2 separate regions of the Mus musculus genome follow, and region 2 is linked to region 1. The links are chromatin contacts, called in public ChIA-PET maps. All regions are on one chromosome and are shown on one strand. The core of a region is the stretch at or near the end of the contact, and the rest is flanking DNA. Distances in the headings are between cores, read along the strand shown.

Evidence for each region. ChIA-PET counts read pairs in DNA pulled down with a chosen protein or histone mark.
Region 2: a contact with region 1 is called in an RNA polymerase II ChIA-PET map of memory CD8 T cells, with 107 read pairs. The contact joins the promoter of Gpatch4 here to the promoter of Sh2d2a in region 1. A contact is called at or near these places in 7 of 39 promoter capture datasets (the 3T3-L1 cell line, embryonic stem cells, liver and 4 more), 4 of 115 datasets of contacts at active chromatin or transcription factors (bone marrow-derived macrophages, effector CD8 T cells, embryonic stem cells and 1 more) and 1 of 9 other capture datasets (adipose tissue).

What each region holds. Positions count from the first base shown.
Region 1 is chr3:87,844,434-87,850,552 of GRCm38.p6, forward strand. Sh2d2a (SH2 domain containing 2A) reads left to right here and starts at 2,322. Exons shown (of 7, transcript NM_021309.3): 1 at 2,322-2,674; 2 at 3,204-3,358; 3 at 3,925-4,106; 4 at 4,630-4,719; 5 at 4,878-5,046. The coding sequence starts at 2,641.
Region 2 is chr3:88,040,424-88,046,542 of GRCm38.p6, forward strand. Gpatch4 (G patch domain containing 4) reads left to right here and starts at 2,683. Exons shown (of 8, transcript NM_001110809.2): 1 at 2,683-2,756.

The sequences.
Region 1 (6,119 bases), core at 1,072-3,571:
TTTCCCTGATGACTAGGGATGCCAAATATCTTTAAAAACAGTTATTGTCCATTGTATTTCTTCTGAAAACTCTAGTCAACTTACTGCCCATTTATTGACTGGTAATTTTCTTTCCTTGATATGTAATTTCTGCAGTTCATTGTGAATCCTGGATATATAAGTCCCTTGGGGGTTTTTTTGTGGGGTTGATTTTTGTTTTGTTTTGTTTTGTGTTTGATACATGTAAACCAGCTGGCTTTGAACTCATTGAGATCTGTGTGTTCCTCAAGGGGTTGGTACAGCCATGCCCGGCTTCTAGTAGTTCCTTTTACTGTATAGAAACTTTGTATTCTTGTGTTGTGCCATCTTTAATACTCAGGACTAGTTCCTGCAACCTTGGTATTCTGTTCAGAAAGTTCTTGCCTTCCCCAGTGTCTTGCAGAGTATTCCTTATGTTTTCTTCTAGACGTTTCCATTCTTAAATTAAGGTCTTGGATCCAATTTGAATTGATTTGTGTTTAAAAGGAGAGATGTAAATCTAATTTTATTATTTTGCACATGGATATTTAATTTTGCCAGCACAGTTTGTTGCATGGGATTCTTTTCACTGCATGCTTTTGAAGTGGAAACTTTTGGTTTCATTGGAAAGTCAGTGATGTCAAATGATGTTTTGCTGGGGCACACGGGTGAAAGGATGTTTTGCTAGACAGACACGTGAAAGAATGTTTTGCTGAAGCAGACACAGGTGAAAGGATGCGTGATGAAGGGATGTAAATATGACCCCCCCCCAGACAGTGGGAGCTAGAACATTGGTTTGCTTTGCTCTGCCTCACTATTCTTTGCTGACAACATGCATATATTGGTTTGCCTTATGTTGCATTGCTGAGCTCTGCCTATGGTGACTTCATAAAAAGAAACTCACCAAAGAACTTGTCCTGAGGTTCCTGCAACTTCTTGCCATTTCCTCGGCCTCTGGCAGGTTGGCAACCCTTTTGGATTCTTCGGGATTGAACTTTAGTTGCTGATTCGTGAGTGGTGATTGCTGAATGGATGGAGTGCAGCTGCTGACTCATGTTTGGTGTTTGCCACTGGACTGGATTACTGATATCCTGACAATGAAGATTGGAAACACCCCCAAAGAACTATTTCTAAACAGGTCCACTTTCCCCATGCCCTAATAACATTTCTTTTCCACTACCTCTGGTGGGTGGTGGGCTAGAGGGGAGGTTGAACGCTTATTAAAGTAGGCTGAGAAAAATTTATGCCTATATGCTTTTGTCTCCTTTGTCAAAAATGAAGGGGACATAGCTCTGTGAGCTTCTTTCCATGGTCTCTGCTCTCTTGCACTGGCATAACCCTCTCCTTTCATGCCAGCACCAGGATGTCTTTATCACCATGGCTATGTCTGGTGTTGGCTATTGTGATATTCCAGATGTGGTCTTTGTTATTTGTTTGTTTGTTTTCCAAGACACTTTTTTTTTCTATATAGCCCTAGCAGCGCTAGAACTCACTCTGTAAACCACGCTTCCCTCAAACTCAGATATCCCCCTGCCTCTGCCTTCTGAGTGCTGGGCCTGGGATAAAAGATATGCTGTCTTTTGCATTTCTAAATACTGTTAAATACTTTGGTGTAGGTCATAGGATCTGGTTTCCTGGGTAGATGCCAAAAGATGCAGAAGACCCTGCCTGTCCAGTATACCCTGCCTCTGGTACCTACCTCTTACAAGCTCCACAGCCTCCCAAGATAGCAACTACTTGCTTGGAAGCACACAGTGGACAAAGCTGTGAGATAGCTCAGAGTCAACCCCAACAGCCAATCCTGCCATTCCTAGCAGCGACCTGTTTAGTTAGAGAATCCCCTAAGGTTGCTTAGTGTTGCCCTAATCTAAATCCACCATCTGCTCAAAGATGAACATCAGGCCCCTCCTCTCTAACCCAGGTCTCGTGGGTCCCACATAGCTAACCGAGTCCCCAGCAGCTGGAGCAATGGCTCTGTGAGCAAAGTCCCTGCTATTCAAGCATTTAGGCTGAGATAGGAACCTCAGTGTGCACATGTCCGTGGCCCCAGTGCTGGTTTAAGAGGAGATGAGTGAATCCCAGGGGGTTAACTGACCTGCCAGTCTAGCTGAAATTATGAGCTCAAGGCTCAGTGAAAGACCTTGTCTCAATAAGGTGGAGAATGGTTGGGGAAGCCACTTGCCTCAACCTTTAGTTTCCTTGTTACACATATAGGCAAGTGCACCTGCGGTATAACACATACGTTGAACAAGCACAGACACATATACGTATATACACAAAAGTCCTTCCAGAGGTCTGACCCACATCCTTCCTGTTGCAGCTCTGCCCCACTCACCTCATGTATCTTCTCAATGCAAACTTCTGAGTATGAATCTCTGAGAAGCCTTATAACACTTTTGGAGAAGGGGACAAAGGTCAGATAGCAAGAACACCTCACACCTAACAGAGTAGCCCACCACTACCCCAAGTGCCTGGCTTCCAGAGACAGGACTGGTGTGTTACTGCACTTTCCATGACGTGGGTCCTTTTCGAGACAAAGGAGGTGGGTAAAGCGACATTTCCTGTCCCTGGGGGAAGGAGGGAGAGGAGAGATGAGCAGCTGCCGAGTGTGCACCTCCTTTGAGAGCACCCACACCTGCTTCCATGGAGTTCTGCTTGGCCCAACCATGCCCCCAAGGTACGTATAAAGTTTTCTCTCTGCTCCCTTCCTGAGCCTCAGCCTCCACTTCACAGCTAAGCAGTTGACCCAAGCCAGAGCTGCCTTAGTGTCCACTGCTTCTACTCCATCTCTGGGGCTCCACATCTCTGCATCCCTGAGGGCAGGGGACAGGATCCCAAGAGATTTTTAGGAGCCTGGAATGGGAGGGTGAAAGACAGAGGAGTCGAGATCAAGGGAAGGCCTGGCCTAAGGGACTACCTCTCTACGGGGCTTCCAGGCCTCAGAGGCTCAGCCTAGACCCCAGGGTTCTCCCTTTACGGACAACCCTTCTCTTGCCACCAGTCCCTTTGAAACACCTTGACTCCTTATTCCTATCCCTGGGATTCCCACCCGCTACCTCCCTGGTACACACTTGCACTTCTCCTGTCCTCATGACTGTCCCTGTTGGGAAAAGCCCCTTTGGAGATGTTTAAGAGCCTGAAGTAAAGAAGGGAGGGAAAGATGGCCTGCCTCTGGGAAACCCCACCAGCCTCCCTTGTGCCAACAGGGAATCATGAAGCTACTTCATCAACCTTCAACACCTTCCAGCCAATGAACCTGACCCAGGGGAGATGCCAGAACTTGAGTTGTGGGAGCAGGCCCAGCATGCAAGTTATGAAGGAACAGGGGGTTCAGCTCAGCCCCAGAACTAACCACACGGTGGTGAGTAGAAACCTAGGTGGGTGCAGCTGCCTCATCCACCACCATCCTCTCGAGGATGAGGGTGTGCACATGAACCCATGTCAAAATGCAAGCTGGGGACCGGAAGCAGGAAGTGGGGAGTTCCTTCCTCCCGTACATAGCTACCCACTTGCCCTCAGTTTCTCTGGCCCTGAAAAATCTCAGGCCCAGTCATCAGGGGACCAGGACACAGTACACTGACACCAAATGCAACTGTCTGCATGCTGTGCCAGCACGTCCATTTGCCCAGAGCATTCCAGATCTTTCTTCAGTCCCCTTTCCTCTCACCCACCAGCTCAGTCTCCTTTATTAGAGATGAAGTCACCCTCCCCTGGCCTGAGGTGACTTCCTGTACCATCTCCTGCCCTCTGGGGCCAGTATGGAAGATACAGAAGGAATTTAAGTCAGTGACCTTAGAAAGGACTTTCTGGGCAATCTCACCCTAAAATAGACTGGGGGAGGGGCTGGAATGAGGATAAACAGGAGGCAGTTTAGGGTTAGAAGTCTGCTAATCGTGGCCGCTTCTGTCCATGACTTCTCATGTCCAGGTCTCTGCCTCAGCCCCAGGAACTGCCTGGGTCCTAGGGAATGCCGATAGGGCAGAAGAGGTGCCTGGGAAAGGTGACCTGTCATTGCAAGCTGAGACCAGAGCATGGGTCCAGAAGACCCAGGCCCACTGGCTCTTGCTCAAGACTGCCCCTCTTTGGTTCCATGGCTTCATCACCAGAAGGTGAGTCACAGAGGAAGGCACAGGGTCCTGAGTCAGTCAGGGAAATCCTGACAGCGAGGACTCTCGTTTCCCAGGCCTCCATCTCTCAGCTCTCTCCTCCATTTCCTCGCTCTCTTTTTTAAAGATTTACTTATTTAAACACACCAGAAGAAGGCATCAGATCCCATTGCAGATGGTTGTGAGCCACCATGTGGTTGCTGGGAATTGAACTCGGGACCTCTGGAAGAGCAGTCAGTGCTCTTATCTCCAGCCGGATTCTCCTTTTCTCAATCCTCTTCTCTCTCATTATCTCCAGCTTTCAACTTCTAAACTCTATTTCTTTAACTACCATGTCTGTTGCTGCTGCGGCTCCCTCTCCATGCTACCCTGCAGATGAAGCCCAGGGTCTTTTAAGTAGGACCCCTGTCCCCTCGTCTTCACTTAGACTTGGTAGGCTTGCTTGGGGTGGAGGTGAGGGGTCCCTTAAGAGAGGAGACAGAACCGAGGTCGCAAGAGTCAAAACCAGCCCTACACTTCTCTCCAGGGAAGCCGAGAGGCTGCTGCAGCCCCAGCCTCTAGGATGCTATCTGGTGCGCTTCAGCGAGAGTGCTGTGACCTTCGTGCTGTCCTACAGGTGAGGGGCAGTCCTCGTTGACCAGCTGGAGGCGGGCTTCCTGCTAAGGGGCAAGCCCCTGTGCTTACCCACTCTCTCCAAGGAGGGCTCAGGGTTCTTCCCCTTCTCAGCCTGGTGGGGGAAGAAATGGCAAGTCTGACTCAAAGTGGCCCCTCCAGGAGCCAGACCTGCTGCCGTCACTTCCTCCTCGCGCAGCTAGGGGATGGGCGCCACGTGGTGCTAGGTGAAGACAGTGCCCATGCGCAGCTTCAGGACCTGCTTGAACATTACACAGAGTGCCCCCTCAGCCCCTACGGAGAGATACTCACCCAACCCCTCGCTCGACAGGTGAGCCCTTTACCCAAGTCCCATAACTGAGTGTCGCCGCCACTACATCCCCACCAGGTCCAAGTTACTGGCCTCTCTGCCTTTCTCAACCCAATCCATGACCGGCCACACTGGCTTACCCACACGTCTTCCAGAAAGGTGTCCTTTCATGGCCAGACCAGCCACAGACAGCAGGGTAACGAGAGGCAGTCAAATTAAGTGAAGTTTACTGAGTCTCCAAAGCAGGGGTGAGTGGGAGAGGTCCCCAGACAGATGGGCATCTCGCTCATAAACCCTACTACAAGTAGCAATGGCAGACAATCTAGTGGTGGGATGATCATGTGTGGTGGCGGTGGTATATGCTACTTAGCTTAAGAGAAGCTCTCAGGGAACCTCCACTTTCAAAAAGTGCAGACACTTCAGAACCATTGTGTGTTGAGCCAGAGGTTAAACACCGAAGAAATAAACAGTGACAAATATACCTATATCTCCTGGCCTTCGTGCGGCATCTATTCTAGGACAAGGCAGGTGCCATAAGTGATACAGAGAACACACTGATAACAGAAAGGATGCATGCTAGGAAGAAAGCCAAGCAGAGATGGAGAGCAGCAGGATAGGCAGTATGTCACACAGGGACAGTAGAGAAGGTGGGGGACATCTGAATAGAGGTCTGGATGGTTGTAAGAGGGAGCAGTGCAGACGGCTGGAGGGAAAGCTTTTGGGTTGAAAGTTACAGCAGGGGCAAAGACTCTGAGATGGGAGGATGTTTGATGTGTCTGAAGACTGAGCAGTGAGGAAGCAGCCTCACTGGATGATTGATGGATGGAGAGGTCAGAAGAGAGGTCAGAAGGGTGACGTGACTTAAGGGGCCCCTGTGGCTCTCACAAGGCTCTAAGGTTTTATTCTGAATAAGATTTGATTACACTGGGGAGTTAGAAGCAACAATCTCACCTGACAGGGTGGTGAGGGCCTGACCAGGCGGCAGGAGATGAAGATGGCTACAATGTTTCAGAAGGTGATGGGCGGCCAGGGCCAAACAAGGCCACTAGAGATGAAGACAGCTGCTATGTCAGTGTTTCAGCCAGCTGTTGATG
Region 2 (6,119 bases), core at 1,433-3,932, 200 kb after region 1:
TTCTTCTTCTTCTTCTTCTCCTCCTCCTCCTCCTCCTCTTTCTTCTTCTTCTTCCTCTCTCTCCTCTCTCTCTCCTTCTTTCTTTCCACATAGTCTTTTTACATACCTCAGGCTAACCTAGAGATTGTAGCCATCCCCCTGCCCCAGCTTCCCAAGTCACGTGGGATTATAAAGTATGTCCCATCATGCCTGATTCCAGTAGAAAAGAAGGAAATTGAGAGCCTGTCTGTAAAATCTCAGCAGTAAAACCCACAATGTGTGACTGGGCTTGGTGATGGGGAAAGGTAGAGGCAAAAGATTGCTACAAATTCAAGGCTAACATGATTTACAAAGTAAGTTCTAGGCTAGCCAGGACTATGTAGCAAAACTCTTTTGTTCATAAAGCAACAAGGAAACCAATAGAGAGGCAAAACAGCAAGGATAAAGGCAGAAGGATCGATTCTTTAACAACTGGGCTCCACATGACCTGTGATCCATGAGCATGGGCTTGGCTCTGCCCTTAAGACCGGTTTTCATGTAACCAGACTGGCCTTGAAATTGCTGAAGAGCTAAGTATGACTTTAAACTCCTGATTCTCCTGGTTTCACCTTCCACGTGCTATGAACACAGGCATGCACACATGCACACCATAACACACACCAAGCATCTGTGATACCCTCTGCAAACACCTAGAGCTGGATCTAAGGACATGCTGGCCTTGTCTATTCCTTTTTGGATTAGAGTTCATGACCACCGTGAAAGAGCACAGAAGCAAACAGGCAGACACAGCACTGGAGTAGTAGCTGAGAGCTCATGTCTGATCCACAGGCACAAGACAGAGAGAAAAGTATTGGGAATGACATTGGATTTTGAAACCTCAAAGTGACACTGCTCCTCCATCAAGGCCATGCCTCCTAATCTTTCCCAACAGTTCCACCACCTGGGGACCAAGAATTTAAACATAAGAGCCTAGCGACATTTGTACTCAAACTACTATAGGAGGTGCTATAAAAATGTATTGGTTAGCAGGATAGTGAGATGCTCCTATTTGCCTGTGGTGATTTGAATTTGAATAGGTTTGGCCCCCATAGAATCATGTGTTTGAATGTTTGGCCCAAAATGAATGGCAATATTAGGAGGTGTGGCCTTGTTAGAATTGATGTGGCCTTGGCAGAGGATGTGTGTGTCTCCCATGATTAAGCTCTGCTCAATGTGGAATTCCAGTCTCCTCCTGGCTGCCTGCAGAAGGCAGTCCCTGTCTCCTGCCTTTGGATTAAGATGTAGAACTCTCAGCTCCTCCAGCACCATGTCTGCCTGCAGGCTGCCATGCCTCCCACCACGATGATAATGAACTGAACCTCTGAAATTGTAATCCAGCCCCAATTAAATTTTTTTTCCTTAGAAGAGTTGCCTTGGTCATGTTGTTCCTTCACAACAATTAAGACACTATCCTAATATGGGCCTCACACAAATGATACACAGATGTGACCAGATAACTCTTTTGTTACAAAAGACTCCCGTTCTCTTGACATGGTCAGGGTAGTAGGATGATTTTCAGAATTCACCCATTGCATCTCTGTTTCTGCTATCATGGGTTTTGTTTTGTTTTGTTCTGTTTTGCTTTTTTAAAGATTCATTTTTAATTATGTGTTTCTGTGAGTGGGCCTGTGTATATGTTTATAGATACCAGCAGAGGCCATGGGTCCCCAGGAGTTGGAGTTTACAGGTACCTGTGAATACCCAACATGGATACTGTGCATCTTTTTTTGTTGTTGTTTTTGTTTTGTTTTGTTTTTCGAGACAGGGTTTCTCTGTATAGCCGTGGCTGTCCTGGAACTCACTTTGTAGACCAGGCTGGCCTCGAACTCAGAAATCCGTCTGCCTCTGCCTCCCGAGTGCTGGGATTAAAGGCATGTGTCACCACCCAACATGGATACTGGTAACTAGACTTGGATGCTCTTGAAGATCCCCCACTGTAATTTCTTTTCTTTTTAATTAATTGTTAAGGATGTAATTTTATATGTGTGTGTGCGTTGCCTGCATGTATGCATCTGCAGTTCAGAAGTTAGAAGGTGTTGGATCCTCTGGAATCCATATGGGTGCTGGGAACTCAATCTGAAACACTCTTAATGGGTTAGCTATCTCTTCTGCCCTCAGTGTATTTTCTTTATTATATCCTTTGCCGTAATTGCGTTCTAGATAACAAGCAAATGGCTATTCCCATATGGGGAGGCAATATGAAACGCTCTTTTCCCTTGTTTTTGGGCGGCCGGCCGGCCGCAGAAGCCTACAACTGCTGGTGGGAATGGTGTACTTGCAGCTCCGGTGCCCTGGACCCCTTTTCGTCTCCTCTTCTTGGAGCAAGTCTACATGCTCCTCCAAGTTAAGGGTCGAGTCTTAAGTGTTCTTGTGTTCCCAGTACGAAAGGGACAAGGTAGTGTGCAACCAGTGCTGATCCCGCTACGCAGAGCCTGAGTGTCCTTGCCTCAAGGGAGGCACTAACTCCGGAAAGCTCAGGATAGGGTCGGGGGTGGGGGTGGGGGTGGGGGACCCGAAACAGAGGTTAGGGCGGCGCATTGGCTTCCAACAACTGCAGGAAGGAAACTAGCACCCAGCCTGGAACTCAGTTTCCGTGGCAAACATCCAGGGGAGTGGCTACTGTCAGGACGTCTCTATGGTTTCTGCATCCTAGAAGGGCCAAAGTTCACTTCCGGGAAGATGGCTGCACCCAAGTCGGGTGTCACACGTGCTTCCACGGAGAGGACTGTACACTGACGGTAAGGAGCTTGCTTTCCCCAGGGGCGGGAGCAAGGGCGAAGATCGGAGAGTAGTTCCACCCTGCTGACTCTGTGGCTGCGGGGCTTGGATTTATAACCGGAGGAAAAGGCGGCGGCTGGTCCTCTAGGCTGCTGCAAACGGGTGGCTCTGGACATCCCTGGAAACTGGCTGGAAAGGAGACCGCGTCTCAGTGTACTTGCAGCCTTCGCAGATCAGGCTGCGTCTGCCCACGCCGGCCCATTGCAAGTGCGTTAAAAAACGATTCCTACTGTGTCACTCATTTCAGTCCAGAAACGCTGAACGATTCTCAAGGGCTGGGAAATAAAGCTTGCCTCCGCCTTCCGGGAAGTGTGGTTTTGAATTACTGTGATGAGAAATAGAATGTGGGGAAGGCTTACAGCAGAAGAAAGAAGCTGTAAAGGTACAAAGCAGTGAGTTGCTCATGAAATGCTTCACTACCAATCCTGGATCCACTACTTGCCAGTTGTTTGGTGTTCGAATTAGCAGTGTTCGATTTCTTCTTTGTAAATTAAGGCTAAGTAATACCTTCTTATAAGATGTTGGCAGGCATCAATGAGACAATCCATGTGAAGCAGTTAATAGCAGGTTCGTGGTGAGTCAATGCACTACAAGTGTGGGGTATGATTATTCTTACTGTTAAAATAGTCAGAAATAATTTGGTATTTATAATAAGTGGTATTTGCATGGTGACCTCAGCATCTAAATTTTACTTCTGTTTCCATTTCAAGAAGCAAGGTAGCACCTGGGAGAGAGGCAGGCCAGTGTAACCCAGGCTAGCCAGGCTAATTAGTAAGCCCTCAAAAACAAAAAAAATCCAAGAAGACCACTTCTTTTTTTTTTTTAATTTTTTTTTAATTAGGTATTTTCCTCGTTTACATTTTCAATGCTATCCCAAAGGTCCCCCATATCCACCCCCCCCAATTCCCTACCCACCCACTCCCCCTTTTTGGCCCTGGCGTTCCCCTGTACTGGGACATCTAAAGTTGGCAAGTCCAATGGGCCTCTCTTTCCAGTGATGGCCGACTAGGCCATCTTTTGATGCATATGCAGCTAGAGACAAGAGCTCCGGAGTACTGCTTAGTTCATATTGTTGTTCCACCTATAGGGTTGCAGATCCCTTTAGCTCCTTGGGTAATATCTCTAGCTCCTGCATTGGGGGCCGTGTGATCCATCCAATAGCTGACTGTGAGCATCCACTTCTGTGTTTGCTAGGCCCCGGCATAGTCTCACAAGAGAGAGCTATATCTGGGTCCTTTCAGCAAAATTTTGCTAGTGTGTGCAATGGTGTCAGCGTTTGGAAGCTGATTATGGGATGGATCCCTGCATATGGCAATCACTAGATGGTTCATCTTTTTGTCACAGCTCCAAATTTTGTCTCTGTAGCTCCTTCCATGGGTGTTTTGTTCCCATTTCTAGGAAGGGGTTAAGTGTCCACACTTTGGTCAAGAAGACCACTTCTTTACCCCGTTTTTGTGTTGCTGTATTCACAGTTCCGTTTCATTTGGGCTTCATGCAATCATCCTTCCTAATGGAAAGGTGGATAGACATGTGATTCTTCCTAAACTCGACTGTCACGATTGCTAACACCCTGCCTCCATTTTATAAGGTTTTGTGAGCTTTGGGGCATTTAGCTATGCAGAATTGAAGAGTATTCCTAGACACCAGAGTACACAAGAGCATAGTCCCTTAACAAAGCATCGTTATCACTGGTGTGGTACCTGGGAAACTACACAGTCTATGCAGTCATGAGAAATAGAGGGAGCCAGGCATTTGTGGTGCATGCCTTTGAGGTCAGCCTTGTATACAGAGCTAGTTCCAGGACAGCCAAGGCTACACAAAGAAACCTGTCTCAAAAAATAAAAAAAGGGGGGGAGGAATAATGTGGGAGGATTTCTGAGAAAAGACGTTGACATCATAGGCCTCTGGAAAAGTCCCAGCCCAAAGGGGGCCCTGGATCACATTTTGAAACTGATAGAACTGATTATCTATCTATCTATCTATCTATCTATCTATCTATCTATCTATCTATCTATCTATATTTGAGACAGGCTTTTACAAAGCCCCCTTTACTGACCTGGGACATATGTAAAAGTGGCTGGCCTCCAGCTCACTGAGATCTTAGTCTGTTTCCTAAGTATTGAGATTAAAGATGTGCACTACTATACAGGGCTGGCAGAACTGTTTTATTATTTTATTTTGATTATTTTTTTTTTTTTGAGTCAGGGTTTCTCTGTTTAACAGCTCTGGCTGTCTTGGAACTCACTTTGTAGACCAGGTTGGTCTTAAACTCACCGAAATTCACCTGCCTTTGCCTCCCTGGTGCTGGGATTAAAGGTGTGCTATAACTGGCTATTTAATTTTTTAAAATTCATTTATTATTTAATGTATACAAGTGTTTTTGTCTACTTGTATTATGTACATCCAATGCATGCTGGATGCTAAGAGGTGTGGGGAGATGTAAACTGCCTTGTTCTTGCTGAAAACCAAACCCGTGTTCTCTGCAAGAGCAGTAAGTGCTCTTAACCATTGAGTGATCTCTCCAGGCCCCAAAACTTGTTTTATACATCATATCAATAACTTCCTCTCTTCTAATAGCCTATTATCAGCCACTCTCTTGTGCATTAGCTTCATTGCTACAAAACAAATTACTACAGATTTAGTGGCTTAATTCAATAAATAAACAAACCAAAAAAGAGTTCTTGTATACAGGTGTTTTGCCTGCTTGTATGTCTGTGTGCCACATGTATGACTGGTTCCCTGAGGAGACCAGAAGGGGGTACCTAATCCCCTGGAACTGAAGGTTCTGAGTTGTGCTATGGGTGCTGGGAATCAAACCCAGGTCCTCTGGAAGAGCAGCCAGTGCTCTTAACCACTAAGCCATCTCTCCAGCCCCTGGGGTGTTTGTTTGCTTGCTTGAAATGTCAATGTGAACAAATGTGTGTGGTGGGTGCGTGCATATCGAGGCCAGAGGTCAAGCTCAGGAGTTAACCGCCTGATTTTTGGGACGGAGTTACATGTGCACACCACCTTGCCTGGTTTTTTTTTTTTTTTTTTTTGGAAAGGAGATTTTTATTTTCTTCTTCCCATGCTGCAGAGGATGCTGTTTTTACCAGTTCAATTTCTCTCCTTCAAGGAGAAAGAGGATAAAGGTTCTCTGGGCCTTAGAGCTAAGCTGCTCCTATATGGCCCCAGCCAAGGCAGGACACAAAGATTAATGACTGATTCCATTCTACCAGCTTAACACAAGGACTACCACAGAAGGGCAGGCAAATGACTGGAAGGCAAGATGTGGACCTGGCCTCAGAGACCAAGGGTTTAAAAGACTACAAGGTGATCAAAAT